Linked DNA regions of Mus musculus: regions 2, 3 and 4 are each linked to region 1. A link is a contact called in public HiChIP or PLAC-seq and promoter capture Hi-C data. All regions are on one chromosome and are shown on one strand. Each heading gives the region's core, a stretch centred on a gene start, on an enhancer-like site or on the middle of the called end of the contact. The rest is flanking DNA. Distances are from core to core; before and after follow the strand shown.

The links. Promoter capture Hi-C pulls out the DNA fragments that hold promoters and counts their contacts. HiChIP or PLAC-seq counts read pairs in DNA pulled down with a chosen protein or histone mark.
Region 2: a contact with region 1 is called in an HNF4G HiChIP or PLAC-seq map of pancreatic cancer cells. The contact joins the promoter of Arl2 here to the promoter of Esrra in region 1. A contact is called at or near these places in 2 of 115 datasets of contacts at active chromatin or transcription factors (extraembryonic endoderm stem cells and pancreatic cancer cells).
Region 3: a contact with region 1 is called in a promoter capture Hi-C map of hippocampal neurons, with 3 times the contacts expected there. The contact joins the promoter of Sac3d1 here to the promoter of Esrra in region 1. A contact is called at or near these places in 3 of 39 promoter capture datasets (hippocampal neurons, liver and pre-B cells), 1 of 484 Hi-C or Micro-C datasets (embryonic stem cells) and 2 of 115 datasets of contacts at active chromatin or transcription factors (embryonic stem cells and extraembryonic endoderm stem cells).
Region 4: a promoter capture Hi-C map of liver shows a contact between it and region 1, with 2.9 times the contacts expected there. The contact joins the promoter of Men1 here to the promoter of Esrra in region 1. A contact is called at or near these places in 8 of 39 promoter capture datasets (the C10 cell line, the HPC-7 cell line, cranial neural crest and 5 more), 2 of 484 Hi-C or Micro-C datasets (CD4 T cells and liver), 7 of 115 datasets of contacts at active chromatin or transcription factors (the NIH/3T3 cell line, astrocytes, bone marrow-derived macrophages and 3 more) and 2 of 9 other capture datasets (adipose tissue and pancreatic islet).

Annotation. Positions count from the first base shown.
Region 1 is chr19:6,920,287-6,923,346 of GRCm38.p6, reverse strand. It overlaps Esrra (estrogen related receptor, alpha), which reads left to right and starts at 1,539. Exons shown (of 7, transcript NM_007953.2): 1 at 1,539-1,725; 2 at 2,948-3,060. The coding sequence starts at 2,960. Catsperz (cation channel sperm associated auxiliary subunit zeta) reads left to right here. Exons shown (of 5, transcript NM_001039494.2): 4 at 1-46; 5 at 687-921. The coding sequence ends at 796.
Region 2 is chr19:6,139,308-6,142,471 of GRCm38.p6, reverse strand. It overlaps Arl2 (ADP-ribosylation factor-like 2), which reads left to right and starts at 1,335. Exons shown (of 5, transcript NM_019722.3): 1 at 1,335-1,435. The coding sequence starts at 1,371. LOC115489019 (a long non-coding RNA gene) reads right to left here. Exons shown (of 3, transcript XR_003952891.1): 3 at 558-2,842.
Region 3 is chr19:6,117,128-6,120,190 of GRCm38.p6, reverse strand. It overlaps Sac3d1 (SAC3 domain containing 1), which reads left to right and starts at 1,605. Exons shown (of 2, transcript NM_133678.3): 1 at 1,605-2,394. The coding sequence starts at 1,605. It overlaps Snx15 (sorting nexin 15), which reads left to right. Exons shown (of 8, transcript NM_026912.2): 8 at 237-792. The coding sequence ends at 328.
Region 4 is chr19:6,333,056-6,336,392 of GRCm38.p6, reverse strand. It overlaps Men1 (multiple endocrine neoplasia 1), which reads right to left and starts at 1,380. Exons shown (of 10, transcript NM_001168489.1): 1 at 1,311-1,380; 2 at 488-948. The coding sequence starts at 932.

The DNA of each region.
Region 1 (3,060 bases), core at 290-2,789:
CTCATGGAGACTGAAGTTCTGGATATTCTCAAAAAAGCCCTCATCAGTGAGCACTCCACCCCCACCCCCACCCCAGCTTCCACAAAAGATCCTGGTGGCTTTGGCAGGGCTTGGGGCTGTGGAGTTTCAGGATATGTAGTCTTGTCAGATCCCCTTAGCACTCACAAGGATGCCCTAAAAATTAAAAGTCAAGAGAGTAGGCACAGGCCGACTCAATGGAGTGAGTGACTCAGAGGACTTAAAATAAGCCCCTTTCTAGCAAGTCTGTTTTCTCTGCTTGTTCAGTGGAGTGACAGCCTTTGGGTAGCTTTGCTTCACTCCCAGGTGTGGGAGCTGTGACACATCGGGATTTTTTTTGGGTAAATGTACTGGATATTGGATTATCTGCGTAACCTTCTGCTCATGGTATATGAGCACATAGAGGGAAGAAAGGGCCAGATAACTAGTTAGAGTGAGCGGCTCAGGAGGAGGTTGGGTCTCACTGCCTCTGTTCAGGCTTGCAGCAACTTCTTCAGCCTTCTTCCCCTCCATTCTTCACATCGCACCTAGGAGACCCAAAATTCCCCAAACTAACACAGATCCAAATCCAGCACTAAATGCCACCTCAAATCACCTGTGGTTCCTCAAATGGGGGAAGCCCTTTGCTGCTGTTCATGGCCCTGAGCTCAGCTCTTCCCTCTCCCTAGCATATAGGTCCACGATTGGCAGGAACCACTTCATGACTAAAGAGCTGCAGGGATACATCGAAGGGATCAGGAAGCGCAGGAACAAGAGGCTGTACTTTTTGGATCAGTGAACCTCCAGCTCAAGTGGCCGACGAGACGTCCGCTCCGTGTCCTTTCCGGTCCCTCGAACCCAAGCTCAACCTCATCTGCATGGAATTTGAATCCTAGAGAAATTAAAGAGTCTATGCATGGTCCCAGAGTCAGTGCGTGGCTGCTTGCGTGAGGCGGACGCACGTGGCCCCGCCTTTCCCCGTGACCTTCATTCGGTCACCGCAGTGACCTTGAGTTTTGTCCGCTCGTGTCTCACCTCTGCCTTTGAGGAACTCGCAAACCAGGGCTACTTGCATGTTTTAGGTCTGCTTCTCCACTTGAGGGTCCTCAGGGGTGCTGATCTACCAAATCTGTCAAGTGTCCCATCAACATAATGGGGTGGGGTGGGGAGCAGCACCCTGTTAGGCCCCACCCCTTATGCATATGCAGTTACATAAACCCGCCTTTCATTTACATACACGTTCAACGCCCTCACAGAGTGAGTTCACTGAACAGCTACGCCCACTCTTATAAGGCAGAGCACCGCCCTCCTTCGTGATGCAAGGGTGCTCCGGCTTCTCTCCCGCACCAGTTCCTAGTCTTCGCTCCTCCCCTAGGTTCAGGCCCCGCCCACAGGAGGCCGCGCACGCGTGTGTATCGACAAGGCCTGCCCGCTGTCCTCCGGGTACGCAGGCGCCGCCGCCTCCCTCGGATATTAGCATAGGGCACCTGGCCCCACCCCCTGTTTTGCATGCGCAGGCCGGCCCCGCCTCCGCTGTCAGCTGGAGGAAGCGGAGTAGGAAGCAGCCGCGATGTCCTTTTGTGTCCTACAAGCAGCCAGCGGCGCCGCCGAGTGAGGGGGGACGCAGCGCGGCGGGGCGGTGCGGCCGGAGGAGGCGGCCCCCGCTCACCCCGGCGCTCCGGGCCGCTCGGCCCCCATGCCTGCCCGCCAGCCCTGCCGGAGCCCAAGGTCCGGGGGCGGAGGGGAAGGCGGCCGCGGGGGTGGGCGGGCGCGGCGGGGGCCATGTGCAAGCGCGGGCGGGGGGCGGGCTGCGGGCGGGGTCGCGCCTGGTGCGTCGGCCGGGTCAGGACTGGCTTCAGGTCCTGGCCTCCAGTTAGCCTCGGGCCTTGGAGCGAGTCCCCGGGCAGCGTTCAGATCGATCCTTGAGCATTGCGGGAGTCCTCGGGGTGGGCTGGAATTGAAAGGGTCCCTTGAGGCCACGTGGGGGCGCTTGCAGGGGCTTTGGGCCACCCTCCTCTCTGGGTCATAGGTCATCGTAGCGCGAGGGAGAACTTCTTCCTTGTCGCCTCTTCTTACTTCCTGATAACCTGATAGAAGTCCCCCGCGGGCAATGGGGGGAGGGGAGATTAGTAACTTCAGGCAACTTCCCATAGGTGTGCGCAGGTTAATGGGGGGTGGGGGGCGGCCCTGGAGGTCGCGAGAGGTGGTGAACTCTGCGGTAGCTGGAGTGTAAGAATGAACCTTGCAGGTTTGGGGTGCAAAAGAGGTGGAGCCGCGCCCTGCACGGCGTGGCTGGACTGGGCTTGCTAAAGCTGGAGGGGGTGGCGTGTCAGAGGTGAGAGACTCCCTTACAAGAGTGTGGTGAGGGATTAGAAGACTTGAGTGTGAGTTTGCTTATTGAGTGTGCTCTTTTGCTGGGAGTATGTGAGAACTTGGGACTGGTTAAAGGCCATGTGTGAGTGGAAGGTTCCCAGGAGAGTGTGAGCATGTGTGGACATGTGGAAACTCCTGAGAGAGTGGCCATATCCTTTGCCTCCGCCCCCCTTGGCCCCCCTTAGCCCCCTCCCGGTTCCTCAGTATGCTCTTGAATACTTGAGAGTACCTCCTGGAGTACATCTGGAGAAAACTGAGGAGAGGATCATGCTTATGCTCGGGGTTGAGAGTTGCCTGCAGGTTGAGGTTAGCCTGCTTCCTGGCTTGGGTGGGAGCTAGACTTGCCAAGCCGCTCCCAGGTTCCCAAGAGGAAGACCTGCTGTCAGTTACTGGCCTCAGAGGCTCTGGAGACTCTGTTCCCATGGCGACAGCTGGGGGCCCTCTTCATGGGCAGCCCTTCCTTGGACTCTGCCTCCTCCTTCTCCTTGGCTGAGCCTGGAAGCCTGGCTTAGTCCCAGTGTTGCCCAACCTATGTGGCAGGGTGCCTCCCTGTGACCCTGATGGTCTTTCCCTGCAGGTGACCAGCACCATGTCCAGCCAGGTGGTGGGCATCGAGCCTCTCTACATCAAGGCAGAGCCAGCCAGTCCTGACAGTCCAAAGGGTTCCTCAGAGACTGAGACTGAACCCCC
Region 2 (3,164 bases), core at 86-2,585, 780 kb after region 1:
GGCCAGTGAGAAATCTCACCAATTAAAAAAAAAAAAAAAAAAAAAAAAAAAAAAAAAAAAAAACTTGCTGAGAAAGTCTGATGCTAAATTCCCTGCCTGGAACCCACATAAAAGTGCGACAATCGGGGCTGGAGAGATGGCTCAGCGGTTAAGAGCACTGACTGCTCTTAACCTGAGTTCAAATCTCAGCAACCACACCGGTGGCTCACAACAACCTATAATGAGATCTGATGCCCTCTTCTAAGGGGTCTGAAGACAGCTACAGTGTACTTACATATAAATTAATCTTAAAAAAAAAGTGTGAGAATCAGCTCCACAAAGTTGTCCTCTGATCTCCAGTGGTATGTGCAGACACGCGCGCGCGCACACACACACACACACACACACACATACAGAGTTTACACACAACAATGATGATTGTTTTGAGACAGGGTCTCAGATGTGTAGCCCTTTCTGTCCTCAATATATATACAGACCAGGCTGCCCTCAAACTCACAGAGATCCACTTGTCTATGCCACCCAGGCATTGGAATTAAAGATATGTGCCAACACAACCAGCAAAGAAAAAAAAATTTTTTTTAAAGAACTCTTGTCAAAGTCATTTACTGAAGATAATCTGATTGTACAGCTAGTACATGCCAGCAGCCATGAGGCTAAGCACCAGGTGGGCTTCAGGTTTTTTATCGTTGTTTTTTGAGACAGGCTCTGCCCTGCCAGTTTTATCCTAACAGTTGGGATAGAGCGTCTCAACCTGATAGGGTCCTAGATAGCACTCAATCCTTTGTGCGGGTCTGGTCCCTGCATTGCGGGGAGCTTGGAACTCTAAACAACCCAAGGAGGCCATACTGTCCGCACATTTAGAAATGGCCCCTAGGGGGAGTCATCATCCTCAAGTGAACGCACAGAGCCATTTCCGACAGAGTCCCGGACCAGGACCAACGGTTTTCCGTCACTGGTAAATGAATGGAAGTCACAAGATGCACTGGTGGGAACCGTATTACAGTCCCCGGATGATTCGTCAGCTCTTTGTGGAACCAGATTCCGACTCCTAGCTCAGAATCTCTTCGCGGCTACTCCCTACCCAGACGAGATACTGCTCGAGAAAGTCAGCCTCTGTCTGGCATCCGACCGAGGCCTCGGAGTCGGAAGGCTTAGGGACTTCTCCCTTGTCCCCACCAACCCTCTGCCTTCCCGACAAGGGTTAACGCAGCAGGCTTCAAAGTCGCCGCAGCGCCTCTAGGGGGCGACGCCCTGCACTCCTGTGGTCACGTGACAACGAGGGCGGCCACAAGCGCCAGGCTGGCCAATAGGAGACGGGAGCGGGGTCCCGGGACTAGAAGAAACGGCGGCCGGGAGGGGGCTACGGGATCATGGGGCTTCTGACCATTCTGAAGAAGATGAAGCAGAAAGAGCGAGAGCTGCGGCTGCTCATGCTGTATCCTCCGAGCGCTAGAGCGGTCGCGAGGGTAGCGGGGCCCGCCGGGTGGGCGGAGCCGGGCGTGGGGGGGCGCGGCCGCCGTGGGTACCTATTGCCGGTGGTGCGTCACGCACGCGGCGCTACCACTGCTCGGCGCGGGGCCGGGGAGGGCCGTACCACTCTGCGGGGTGGGGGTTGGCGTGCAGAAGGCAGCCCGGTGGTCTCAAGGCCCGGCCTAGACTTGGGACTCCAGTATCACTGCGAGGCGCGACGCAGTGGTGGTGACTCGGACGTCACGCTGCCTCGGGCTGGCCCGAGCGTGGGCCCTGCTCCTCCCTGGCGCTGACCCCCTCCCCTTCATCTACGGGTGTAGGCCTTGGCGCTTCCCTTAGGGTCGGAATCCCAGGGTCTCGAGGACCGCCTAGGCTCCTGCGAGTAGGCGTGGACTCGGTTGGCCACAGGTCCCGCTGTCACTTAAGGCCACCAGCGACCTTTCACCGCATTAACTGGCACCTGCATCACCCGTCTTGCACTGTGCCGGGCCACCTAGGCATCTGCGATCCACAAAGTAGCAGAGGGAGAAAAGGAAATTTAATGTGCACGTAGAACTTTACCACTCGTGCGTGTTTTAGACAATTCTGAGAAAGACACTCATTAGATGACCTCCAAGCACCTATGTTAGGGAATTCGGTAAAACAGGGAAGCGAAAAAGGCTTCATTTCAGATATTCTGTGATGAAAGGGGAGAAAAAATTGATAAAGCAAGTAAGATATGTAGTGTAGGATGAGAAGAATAGAGTCCACAAGGAGGTAGAGAGAGCTGGGAAAACGTAAGCAGAGGACCTGCAAGTGCGAAGGCCCTGGAGGAGGATAAGACAGGCATGTTCAAGAAAGGTTGAGAAGGAAAGAGCTGGAGAGAGGGAGAGCCCATGGGCTGGGGCCATTTAGGCAGCTGGACTATGAAGGGAGCACAGGATGGTGGCTTAGACCATGGTGGTAGTAGGAGAGTATTATGACTTGCTGCTGAATGGGAGAAGACAATGAGGGAGATGTAGCCAAGCATGAACTGGTCTCTGGCCAGAGTGTTCAGAAGGACAAGGAGCCACTTGCTGAGATGAGAGACGCATGTCCCTGGGAAGACACCAACCCTGACTGTTGGGCAGGTAGGTAGCAGCCATCAGCCTAGAAACGATCATGGGATGGCCCAGCTGGGGAGTGCTGAGACCCAGGTGTAGACGCTTGTGTGAAGTCAGATGAGGGTAACAGGATGGGGTCTGGGAGAGGGCCAAGGAAAGAGCAGCAGCGCCCGGAGCAGAGCAGAAGCTGGGCCACCCGGCCAGTGGAGAGCAGTAAGGGGGTCTTCGGAGACCTACCTGGCAAAGTGAGGCTTCAGGAAGCATCAGGAGCCAGTCTGCTAACAGTAGACCTGTAGAAAGCAAGAGGCTAAGTAAAACTGGTGCAGTGGTGAAGAACCAGGGAACAGGGGTTCAGTGCCCAGTACCCACTTGGTGCTTCACAGCCTTGTGTAACTTCAGTCCTGAGGTCCTCGTGTAGGCAAAAACTCAAAATATTCTAAGCAAACAAAAAATGAGCATGGTATCGAACACCTCGAATGCCAGCGTTCAGAAGGTAAAGGCAGGTGAATCTACGGGCTTGAGTCCAACCCGGTCTACAGAGCAAGTTCCAGGCCGGCCAAGGCTACATAGACCTTGTCTCAAAAAAAAAAAAAACCAAAATGCAGGAAAAGT
Region 3 (3,063 bases), core at 356-2,855, 800 kb after region 1:
CAAGGTTGCCCGCTGACCCTCCCGTGCTCACTCACACACATACAATACATTCTAAAGAAAGAAAGAGGGACCGTGAACATCTGTTTCTCACAGGTCAACTGGAGACACTGGGCAGAATTTTCCCTTATTTTTTTTAATAGCCTCATAAAATGAGGCAAAGACAGGAGGACCCAGGGAGGGAAAGGACACATTATGACCTGGGTTCTGAATGTAGGTGGGCCATCTGCTTCCTCCAGGTGACCCATCCCCTGCCCGCCGGGAAGGTGTGAAGAAGAAGGCAGCCGAGTACCTGAAGCGGGCAGAGATGCTTCACACACACTTGCCCTAAGGGGTGGACCCTTCCTGGGATGTCAGCTCCAGCACTGCCAGCCACCCCCACTGCTCTCTTTGGGACCTGGCCGTGCTTCCTGCTCGTATGACTACCAGGGGCCATATCTGTATTAACTGGATCAAGTATAAGAAAAGCAAAGACTTCTCAGCTCTGACCTGCCTGCCTCCTTGGAATTAGACTTGAACTTCTGATCCTGCCTATCTGTTCTATGTGAGTGGCATCTGGGCCCCTAACCTGTCAGTTCACCCATCTAGACCAGAGTCTGTAGCCAGACCTGGCCCACTGCCTTTTTTGTAAGGCCCTTGAGAGCCTTCCTTCCTTTCTCTTTCTTTCCTTTCCTTTCCTTTTCTCTTCTTCTCTTTCTTTCTTTTTTTTTATGGTTGGAAGAAAAAAGATTCTTTGACTAGTGAAAATCTCATAAAATTTAAATACGTGTGAGTAAAACACATGCCTGAACACAACCAGGTCCATTTGCTTATTATTGTCTGTGGTTGAGTTTACATTGTACCAACAGAGTTGAATAAGCGGTGTCTGGCACATCATACCCATTATGTTTATAAGAAGATAAAGAGAGGAGGAATATGTTCCATTGAGGTGCTTCAGCTGGCCCTTGCCAAGGCATCCTATCCCCCTGAGGGACCAGCCAAGCGATGGTAATAGTAGAATTTATTCAGGACATGGGAAGGGGAGTTAAGAGGGTACTAGAGGCAGAGAAAGGCAGAGAGAGGAGGGGGGGAGAGAGAAGTAGAGGAGTAGAGAATTAGAAGCTGGCCATGAGCACAGGGAGGGGGAGGGGCAAGGGACTAGAGCAGGAGCAAGAAGGCAAGAGAGAGGAGGGGGCAAGCAGCCCCTTTTATAATGGGTCAGGCCTACCTGACTGTTGCCAGGTAGCTGTTGGGTGGAGCCTACCTGGTTGTTGTCAGCTAACTGTGAAGTGAAGCTTAGACAGAATGCTAATAATAACTATGAATGAGTGGCCGCGCCTTTAATCCGGGAATTGGAAGGCAAAGAGACAGGCGGATCTCTACTGAGTCAGCCTGGTCTATATAGTGACTTCCAGACCATGCAAAGGTACACAGTTAAAACAAAACGCATAGGGAAACAATGAAGAATGACAGGCACGCAGCACTAGCTGAGTGTGTTAAAGAAATAATAGACACGTACGTAAAGCAGGACTTGCTACTTCGAGAGCCCTAAGAACAAAAAGCTAAACCAACAAATCCCAGCCCTGGGGAGGTGTGGCCTGCGTCGCGGGACTACAAACCGATGCATCATGGGACGATTTAAGGGGGAAAACCGAAGCCAGGCGCGATGGATTATGGGAGGCGTTTCTAAAGGCCGCGGGAGCGGCAAATCGAGAAAGCCGCGGCAGGCTGCGTTTGGCCAGACTGGGGCTCGAGTCTGTCCCTCGAGCCCACGGCAGGATGCAGTGCCGCGCTTCCGCTGGCCCGGCGATGCTGAGTGTGCGTCCTCTACCCACACCCCTACCATGTCCGGCTGCAAACTACCCATGGGCCTGTGCCCAGACATGTGCCCGGCCGCCGAGCGCGCCCGACGCGAGCGCGAGCGCCGCCTGCACCGACTGGAGGTGGAGCCAGGCGGCCGTGGGAACGCTCCCCGAGCCGACCCCAAGCGCACAGTGAAGGAGTACAGCCGGCCGGCAGCGGGCAAACCCCGGCCCCCGCCAAGCCTGCTGCGGCCGCCGCCAGTGCTCTTAGCCACCGTGCGTTATCTGGCCGGTGAGGTGGCTGGCCGCGGCGACGTGTCGTGCGCGGAGGTGGCGAGCTTTGTGGCCGACCGCCTGCGCGCAGTGCGGCTAGATCTGTCGCTGCAGGGCGTGGACGACGCGGACGCAGCGACAGTGCTGGAGGCTGCGCTGGCCACGCTGCTGGCCGTGGTGGCGCGGGTGCGGCCAGAAGAGACGCGCGGAGCCGCGGACCCGGTGCTGCTTCAGACTCAGGTGCAGGAAGGCTTCGGTTCGCTGCGGCGCTGCTACGCGCGGGGCAAAGGCCCCTACCCCCGCCAGGCTGCTTTTCAGGGCCTCTTTCTGCTCTACAACTTGGGTGAGTCGATCCCAGAGAACTAAGTGCGGGGACCCGAGGAGCCTGGGGTGGGGAAGACGCAATTGTAGCAGCAACGGCGAACTATAGCTTGGGAGTACTGTAACTTCCATCCCCCAGCAATAGCTTCTTCTTGGGAAAGTCAGTTGGTAAAAGTCCCGACGTGGGACCTCAGGTCTGACATTCTCAAATTGGCTGTTTTCTACATAGTAGAGGTGGAAGGAGGTAGGATAGTACTGAGAGAGTTGACCTAGAAAGCGCTTTCCAAACTTATAAGAACTGCTCCGTGGGCTGGCCCATAAACATATCTAACAGGAGGTGCTAAAAGATTCCCTTCTATGGGTGATTTAATTATAGGAAAGTCCAGTGGGCGTGGTAACAGGCGCCTTGTATGGGAACACTTTGGAGGCAGAGGCAGGCAGATTCTTTGATGATTTTATATGTGGAGACAATATATTTGTATCATACATGCACACAGTGACTCTTTGTTTTTTCTTTTTTTTCTTTTTTCCAGACAGGGTTTCTCTGTGTAGCCCTGGCAGTCCTGGAACTCACTTTGTAGACTAGGCTTGCCTCGAACCCAGAACCCAGAAATCGGCCTGCCTCTACCTCCCAAGTGCTGGTATAAAAGGCGTGCACCACCACTACCCGGCTACACACAGTGACTCTTAA
Region 4 (3,337 bases), core at 131-2,630, 590 kb after region 1:
TTTATCTCTGCACTTTTTTCCTCAAAGCTCACAAGAGGCCTCAGATGCTTGCTCAGTACATTGCACGGAGAGCTGAAGCACTTTGTCCTTAGTCAAGCCCGTGCTTCCTTTCAAAATATTTTCAAAGGTATAATCTTAATTGTCTCAAATGTACCCACCCATTTGTCCTACCTCCCCAGTCTGCTACCACCTTCTTTCCCCATATGTTGGGCTGCCAGATCCCTCTGGCTATTCAATGGCAGGGCTGGGACTGTTGAAAGACTGGGGAGTAAAAGCTGGCACCAAATGACCAGGTTCCAGTCTCAGCCCTGTCATTCTGACATTCCCCTCTTCAGAATTCTCTTTCCACAACTGCGAAGGAGAAATAATACCTGCCCCACCACACAAGGTTTACAAGTCTCAAAAGGGCTATAAGCCATATTGTTCAGACATGAGAAGAGGTAAGACAACACTCATTTGCTCTCCTGACCACCTGTCTGACTCCAACCTGTGATGAAGCTGAAGAGGGACTGGATGTGGGCCCGGTCCTTGAAGTAGGAGCGGCTGAGGCTGTTCCATATGACATCCGAGACCTTTTTTACCAGTTCGCGACTAGAAACACCTCCCTCTCGAGGATAGAGGGAGAGGTCCACAGCGCCGCGGATCTGAGCGGTGAATCGGGCATAGAGGGCAGCAATGATGGATAGGTCGGCCACCGGGAAGTAGGTGAGGCCACCAGGAGGGTCGGGTGCGGGGCTGGGCTGGAAGGTGAGCTCCGGCACGTTGGTGGGGATGACACGGTTGACAGCCAGGAAATGCTCCACGAAGCCCAGGACCAAGGACAGGAGCACCAGGTCAGGCTCCTCTCGGCCCAGCTCTGCAGCAAACAGGCGCACCACGTCGTCGATAGAGCGCAGAGGGAACAGCGTCTTCTGGGCGGCCTTCAGCCCCATGGCGGCGGGCGGTGGCCTGCGGGCGAGCCGAGGGAGGGAGGGTCGGGCTCGGCGAGAGAGCCCCCTCCCAGGCTCGGCTAAGGCTCTACCCTCCGCCACAATTCTGCTTCGCCAGCCGCTTCGTCCTGTGCTCACGGGCGGCGGCTCGGTTTCTGAGACCCTTCAACCAAGGCTATATAGGGCCTTCTAGTTCCTTACAATTCCGGGACCCCCAGCCCCGATGAGGCTGCTCCCAAAGACCTATTGGGGACCCTCAAAGGCCGCCCCTCCAGTCCCTACAATCTCTACCCGGCCCTCTGGAGCCTGTCCAGAAGGCAAACCCAAACCAGCCTCCCACAAGTCCCAAGGAGAGTCCCGGCTTCGGTCCCCCGCGCCCACCTCCGCGCTTACATCCCACACAAGGCACCGCGGCGCCCGCCGCCTGAAGCCTGCTGGGAAATGAAGTCCCGCGCCTCCTATGGCCGCACTGCCTGCTGGGAAATGGGGAGTCCTTGCTCACCCGGCCCTCTCTAAATCTGAAAATGACAGCCAAACCCGCAATGGCTTATGGAAGAAGTAGTCCTGCTGCTCCAGGGCGGGTAAGCTGAGCTCCTCAACGATTGGTCATCTAGGATCACGCCAGAAGAAGTTCCTCCGTGACTTCTGGGAGATTGTAGTCCTAGGATTAAACTCAGGCGCAGTAGCGCCCCTGCAGTGTGTATTATGGCCAGTTTAAGATGTGAGGGAAACTGTTGCTCTAAAACACTACAAGGAGGCTGGAGACCTGGTTCAGCTGTTCAGAGCACTTGTTGCTTTTGCAAAGGACCTGGGATCAAGTTTAGGTCCCCACACCCACATTGTGGCTCACCATCTGTAACTCCACTTCCAGAGGACCCATGCTTTTCTCTGACCTCCACCAAGCTTGACTTGGTGCACACACATAAAAAGGCAGACGAAACATCCACACCTAAAAAGAATGCAAGGCTGAACACAGTACGGCGGAGGCAGAAGGATTTTGGTGAGCTCAAGGCAAGACTGGTCTATGATCCAATACCAGTCCTTGAAATTAGAGGCAAGGAACTCAGGGTGGACTTCAGAGATGACTCAGAGTTAAGAGCCCTGGCGGCTCTGGCTCAGGACCCTGCGTTCCCAGTATGTACATGTTTGCTCACAACTGGGTCTTTAGCCCCACTTTAGGAGGTCCAATGTTCTCTGCTGTCCTCTGCAGGCTCCAAGCAGGCACCTTATGCACACACATAGGTAAAATAAAATTAAGGAAAGAAAAGAAAAAAAAAATCAGGAAGTTCAAGGTCAGTTTTACCTTAGACAGGATCTTGCTTTTTAGTTCAGACTGGCCACAGACTCACAATATTCCTGCCTCAGCCTCCACCATGCTGGGATTATAGATGTTCACCACCAGTCCACATGGCACCACCCCTCCCACAAGGCTTCATGACCTCATCTTAATTCACGAAGTCTGTAATGACCCTGTTTCCAAAACGAAGTCTTTTTGTCTGAGACCAAGACCTCAATAGATGAAGCTGAGGAGATGATGTAGCAGCTGAGAGCCTTTTGTTGTACCAGTAGGAGGACCTGAGTTCAAATACCCAGAATTCACTTATACGTTTGGAATCCTAGCATTATAGGGCATGGATGGGGAATGGGGTCAGTGTGGGGGTTAAAGGGAGGAGGGTCTTGGGACTTCCTGCCTAACGACCTAGCTGCAGGTTCAGAGAGAGAGCCTGTGTAAAGGGAAGAAGACAGAGAGAGTCATAAAGAAGGATATGTGATCTTTCTGTTTTCCACATCTGAGCAGCTCCTTACACAGGTGTAAAGACACCACACACATATACAAGCAGAACCTCTTCCTTTCTTTCTTTCTTCCTTTCTTCCTTCCTTTCTTTCTTTCTTTCTTTCTTTCTTTCTTTCTTTCTTTTTTGGTTGTTTGTTTGTCTGTTTTGTTTTTTGTTTTTAGAGACAGGGTTTTTCTGTGTAGCCATGGATGTCTTGGAATTCACTCTGTAGACCAGGCTGGCCTCAAACTCAGAGAGATCTGATTGTCTCTGCCTGAGTGCTGGGGTTAAAGGTGTGAGCCATCACCATCCAGCTACATCTACCCATGCATTTTAAAGTTTCTTTGATTTTTAAGTTTCTTTGTTCTGTAAAGCTAAGAAATTGCTGTCATATTGGAACATGGAGTTTGGATTAACCTAAATTTGTATTCCTGGACCATGGTTACTCAAATTTGGCTTTAGAATAAACTATATATTATTCTTTTGAAGAGGGGCTGGTCATGGTGATGCATACCTTTAATCCTAGTACTCTGCAAACAAGTTCCAGGCCAGCCACGGCTACATAGTGAGATCCTGTCTCAGAAAACAAACACAAAAATTGGGGCTGGAGAAAGGGCTCAGCTGTTAAGAGCA